Regions from separate parts of the Mus musculus genome. Here region 2 is linked to region 1. The links are chromatin contacts, called in public HiChIP or PLAC-seq maps. All regions are on one chromosome and are shown on one strand. The core of a region is the stretch at or near the end of the contact, and the rest is flanking DNA. Distances in the headings are between cores, read along the strand shown. Region 1 overlaps Ets1 (E26 avian leukemia oncogene 1, 5' domain). Region 2 has its middle 43 kb from the start of Gm27162.

Region 1 (2,700 bases), core at 55-2,554:
TGAAAGGCCTTGGTCAATGGACAATAAATGCCACCCTTCCTATGAACCATAGTTCAACGATGAAGTTAAAGGAGCCAGAGAAAGAAGGTGTCTGACTCTGACCTAAAAAGCTTTGACTACTTTCTCATTGCCCAAGGCACATCCTACCCTCAGGCTCTCTCTTTCCTCCTTTTTTTCCACCCCCGCCCCCCCCCCCGTGCCCTCTCCTTCTCCTCTTTTTCTATCATATATAACACATATATTACATCTGCCAACATTGTCCCCACTATAACTCGTTTCACCAGTAAAAAGAGAGGGGTACCTGAGAAGAAGTACCCAGGGCATTCTGGGATTGGGGCTCACTGGAGCTATGCTAAGGAAAAGTCAGGACTTTGGCTGGCTGTGTGTGAGAGAATGAATCCTTTCCTCGGTGCTGGGAAAGGAAGGAGACCCAGGTGCAGAAAGAGCGTCTCATCTCAGCAGGGCGAGCAGAGTGACAATTAGCATGCAAGCCTTCTGTTGGCCTGACCACCTGATAGATAAATTCCTTGTTTCTCAAAAAAGCCAAGGAAGTAACAGCATTGCACTGGAACTCTCAGGGGGCTCTGGAGGGGCGGGGGAGTTCTCTTAACTTCTTCAAACCGCAAATATTTAGTCCGAGTTGGGAAAAGGTCCCCGGGGCACCAAGTTCTTATTGGATTCTAGCAGTTTGACCCCTCTTCTGGAACAGGGGCGGGGGCGGGGTGGCCACTGCTGGCTGGCGTCGCCTGCTCGTCTCCTCTCAGCTCCCGCGGGCCGGCTGCTAGCGGGCGCTGCGGATCTCTGTGAATGGAAATGGTCGGGTGGGTGGATGATGTGAGAGGGCTGGGGCTGATCTGAGTTGAGAGGGGGTGTGAGAGCCGAGGGGGTGGGGACGGCCGGGCAGGGACAGCCTGTGGTGCTCACGTCTGGCCGGGAGAGACTCTTGGCCTCCAGATGTTCAGTGTGTTTATAGCTGCCAGAGCAAGAGACCAGCTCCCTCGTTAAGAAGTTGCTTTCTTGAGCTGCAGCTTCTGCAGCTGGAGGCTGCGCCCTCCCTTCCCCCAGGCTGGTCCCTCACCCCGACCCCGCCTTCCTCCTCTGCAATCCTCCCAAAATACACGAGCACACAAAAAGAAAAACACCAGCAGATTTTTTATTTCAGAGAGTAAACACTTGGGCCGTGGGGGTCTGGAGGTTATGGGAAAAGAGGAAACCATCCAGCTAATCAGGCAGCACACACTTCCCCCGCTGAAATAAAACAGAAATCTTTGCTCCGCAGGGCTGCCGGGTTAACCCCGGCACTGCCAGCCAAGCAGCGCCCCAGCGGCCCGCCCCGAAGTGGGGTATCCAGGCCCCACCTTGGGCAGCTGCCACTGCTGACTCTGGGAGGGGAGAGGCCTGGCCTGCCTGACCTGCCTGCTGTCCCCTTGGTTTGTGGTGGCACATCTGCTTAAGAAACAGATGAGATTCTGAACTTAGATTTAGATTGCAAGAGGCTAATGGGAGTTCTAGATAGGTGGGGTGTAAGCAAGGGCACCACTCCCTGCCAGGAGAGTCCTTGCTGTTAGGAAAGCCAGCTTGTTTGCCTGCTGTCCCTCCCTCCCTCTCTCCTTGTCTCCCTTCTCCTACCTTCTCTCCATCCCTGCCCCCCCCTCCACCTCAGTTCTCTCCTTCTAGTTCTTTCCCTACTAAGGGCCTTCAGAGTCTATATCCCTTCATTTGCCCCCTAGCTGCCTGTCCAGAGACCATAAATATCCTGTGGGGCAAAAGTCAGGGGTCAAACAGGAGGCCTAATTGCACTATGGGAGAGATCACCTCTCCCTGGGCAGCCTTTGGCCCTCAGAACTCGCCCCTGTGCATAGCCTCTGCCTTTCAGTTCAGACCCTGCCCTATCTCACTGTCTGGAGGGCTGGCTCTCTCTTCTCTGCATCACTGTGGTTTTTTGTTTGTTTGTTTTTTGTTTTTTAATATGGATGGGCTTCCTATTCCTGAGCATCCTATTAAGCCTTACCTATGGCCTTTGAAGACTCTTGCTTCTTAATAAAACAGATTTCCACAAACTCTATTCACCCTTTCAGGTGGCATTTAAACCTCAGCCTCCAAAGCAAGCAAACTGCTTTGCAAGTTGGAATTCCTTTCTTGAAGACCTTGTCAAGAGGTAGTGGGAAAGCAGAAACACCAGTGATTTAAACAGCGATAGAACCAGGTCCTAACTGCCTGTGTCTTTTATTGGGTCTCCTGCTTGTACATCACCAACCCTGAAGACCTTCTACCAAGTCTTAAATCTGCTAATTGTCACAGATTTTCTTCTTCTTCTTCTTCTTCTTCTTCTTCTTCTTCTTCTTCTTCTTCTTCTTCTTCTTCTTCTTCTTCTTCTTCTTCTTCTTCTTCTTCTTCCTCCTCCTCCTCCTCCTCTTCTTCTTTTCTTCTTCTTCTTCTTCTTCTTCTTCTTCTTCTTCTTCTTCTTCTTCTTCTTCTTCTTCTTCTTCTTCTTCTTCTTCGTCAGAAATGATCTTGCCAAAAATAATACATACAAGAATTTTGCTTTCCCCTGCTTCTCAGCATGATCTGGGACTCCAGAGAAGTTAGGATCTCCTACAGTAAGGGGAAAGGTTCCATTGTGCCCCGCAGAAGCAGATAGGGAGAGCACACCAGCATATCTTGTTTAACAGCAATGAATTCACTGTTGTCAACTTCCTT
Region 2 (2,700 bases), core at 116-2,615, 300 kb after region 1:
TTATAAGCACACTGGTTGTCCATGAGCACCCGGAACGGGTCCAACTGTTGATTTTGTCGGAAATCTCATGCCTTGATAGACGCCACTTATTTTCCCCCATCTTTGGCAAAGACAGTTTTATAACGTGAGAAGGATTTGCACTATAAAGTTCTTCCAGCCACGCCCTAAACTCTCTATGCTTGAGATAAGCTCGGCTCATCTCAGTTTTGATTTTAGTTTAGAAGAATCTCTTTTCCCCATTTATTGAAGAAAAATATTGGAGAACGTCTACATGTTAAAACTAAACCATCCTCTTTCTGCCTGCCATGCTGGCTCATTTCCAAAGAGCCATATGAGGAACCCAAACGTAGCCATAGTGCCTGGCCATTATGCTTCCTTATAAAATCTAAGCATACCCCGGCCCCGTTTTAATGGGAACACAGCAGCTCATGTGAATATCATTAGAAAAACAATAAACCCTCCCTGCATCCCTTTCACTCTCGTACTATTAAGTAAGACCAGGCCTTGATTATGAAGCACTGGCAATTCTGTCTGAGAGCAAAGCAAGTAAATGCCATTCAAATGAAATGGAGATGACAGTTCCTAAAGGCCTTCCAGTACGCAATGACAGCAGTGGTCAAAAGCAGGAGAATACTGGGAGGAACTGGGAGAGAAGGACTTTGCTTGAGAAAAACAGCAATGTGGAGTTTGACCCAAAGTCTTAGTAACTAAAAAATATTTGACTCCCAAATACTCCCGCTCTCTTCCCCTCCGCAATTAGAAATTTGTATTTCAAGAGTCCTTACTCATTCCTTCCTGCCTGCCTTTCCCCGCTGTTGTAACACCAGCTGCTTAGAGGAGAAGCCAAGAGACTCAACTCCCCAAGGAACAACTTGAAGCTACTTTCTAGTTCTCCACAGGCCTTGGATTGATCTCCAGGGAGATCTGGGATGTTTTAATGTGAGAGTGGAGAGATTTAGATCTTGCCACTGTATGTCATGTGTGACTGAGAACACAGACCCAGCATCCTGGGGAAGTACATGCGTGTGAAAGGAAATTTGATCCTCTGTGGCTGAGAGGAAGGGAGGAAGACCAAAATGGTTCAGTCAGTATAAGCCGTGAACTTCTTTCATCCTGAGAAGGCCGGAGATATCAGGGATAAATTCTTGTTAAGATCCTCCAGTAGCGCAGGAACAGAGGACGAAAACATGTTTCCACCCAGTTGCTGCCGTAGGGTGAGCACGAAGATCACAGACTTTGCAGCCAGAGAGACAAGACCCGTGTGACTCTCAAAGTTATGAATGGCCCTGAGCAGTGGTTACCATGGTAAAGACTAGAGATTGAAACTAGGGTGGATGGTGCCTAAGGCCACAGAGTTCAGAGTGTCCAAAGCAGCTGTCTGGGACTTATTTGGAGGATGATAAAACACTTATCTGCGCTACGCGCACTGAGTGAGTTTTGTGTTCCATTCCCGGAAGTTACTTTGTATTAGGAATCAAAGTCCAGTTGGGCCTTTGGCTTTATTAGCTGTCTTTGTAACTCTCTAGCAGAGTAGTTCCCACAGATTCGAGACCAGCAGGCTTTGGCCCATTGTGACTTTTCCCATGCTTCGGGGCCCAAGAGACATTAAACCTGCACTTGATGGAGTTGTTTATCCTGCGTTTTTCCCTGGACACATACTGAATAAAGAAATTCTAAGACGAGTGTTCATGGTCTATTTGTTCTATTCCCCTACCACACCCACCACCGTATTTTATTTAAATTATGTAAGTCAGCTCCAAAACATGATTTTTTGCTTTTTATACGCTACGTTTCTATTGACTTTAAAACCAATCTGATCATTCAAAGAGCTGCCAAGCCCAGCCCAGAGGAATAAAGAAACAAAAGCCGATTTTTCAGTGGGGGAGGGTGGGTATCCATGCTGCTGCCTTAGAGAGCATTTCTCCAGGTGTGACGCTATTAAAGTCATATTTCACCCTAACAGAGAAGTACTGGAAGACAGCTGGGGGAAGGTGGCCCCTTCTGACTATCGAACTGCATTCGAGCTAATAAAAGACCACTTAGCTATGAAGGCTCATTACAATTAAATTGTCTCCAAACAGTTGCTTATTCAGTAAACTTCAAGAGCAGAACAGCTGGAGCACACATAGATGGGGGACCTGGGGTCTCTCCCGCTCCAGGAGCCAGCAGTGGGTTGTAAATCCATTTGCAGGGAGGTGCTGCCAACTCTTCTGCAAGTTTGTCTCCAGCAAAGGACTCTAGTCATGGCCCAGGACACCCCCAAGCCATCCTAATCTATTTTGGTTTTTAAGGTAAAATTAGCTTTGGTCAACTGGTTTTGGAGATGTTTATCATCTTTTGAATTTATTACAATCACTTATAAAATTAAGATGACCTGCTGGTTTTTATTTTTAGTGTGACATTTAATAATTTTGGAATATTTTTGTACATCCATTCAATAATGAGCATGATCACAATGATAGAACATGTAATACCAGAAATTTTCTTTTCCTAGTCACCACAACCTGTGTCCCAGAGACCCACTGATCTGACTTCCCACCCATACCCCGTGTTTTACTAACACATCTATTATAAGCTTCACATTACATTCCTCTTCTTCAGCAGCTAACTAAAATGTTTACCTGAGTAGCTCAGCTGAACAATGTTCATTTCTTTGCGTGTATCTACAGTTCCATACAGTGGTGTTTTTCATTGGCTTTA

The links. HiChIP or PLAC-seq counts read pairs in DNA pulled down with a chosen protein or histone mark.
Region 2: an H3K27ac HiChIP or PLAC-seq map of heart atrium shows a contact between it and region 1, with 7 times the contacts expected there. The contact joins two enhancer-like sites. A contact is called at or near these places in 1 of 484 Hi-C or Micro-C datasets (uterus) and 3 of 115 datasets of contacts at active chromatin or transcription factors (bone marrow-derived macrophages, craniofacial prominence and heart atrium).

What each region holds. Positions count from the first base shown.
Region 1 is chr9:32,671,412-32,674,111 of GRCm38.p6, forward strand. The region is part of intron 3 of Ets1 (E26 avian leukemia oncogene 1, 5' domain); the gene reads left to right. Among named protein-coding and RNA genes, the nearest start is that of Ets1, 37 kb to the left of the region's middle. Within about 2 kb of position 1,305, at least 187 of the 459 cell types and tissues checked have an H3K27ac peak or open chromatin away from gene starts, as enhancers often do. A contact at or near this core is called in heart atrium, where this site is marked.
Region 2 is chr9:32,970,701-32,973,400 of GRCm38.p6, forward strand. No RefSeq gene overlaps it. Among named protein-coding and RNA genes, the nearest start is that of Gm27162, 43 kb to the left of the region's middle. Within about 2 kb of position 1,366, at least 26 of the 459 cell types and tissues checked have an H3K27ac peak or open chromatin away from gene starts, as enhancers often do. A contact at or near this core is called in heart atrium, where this site is marked.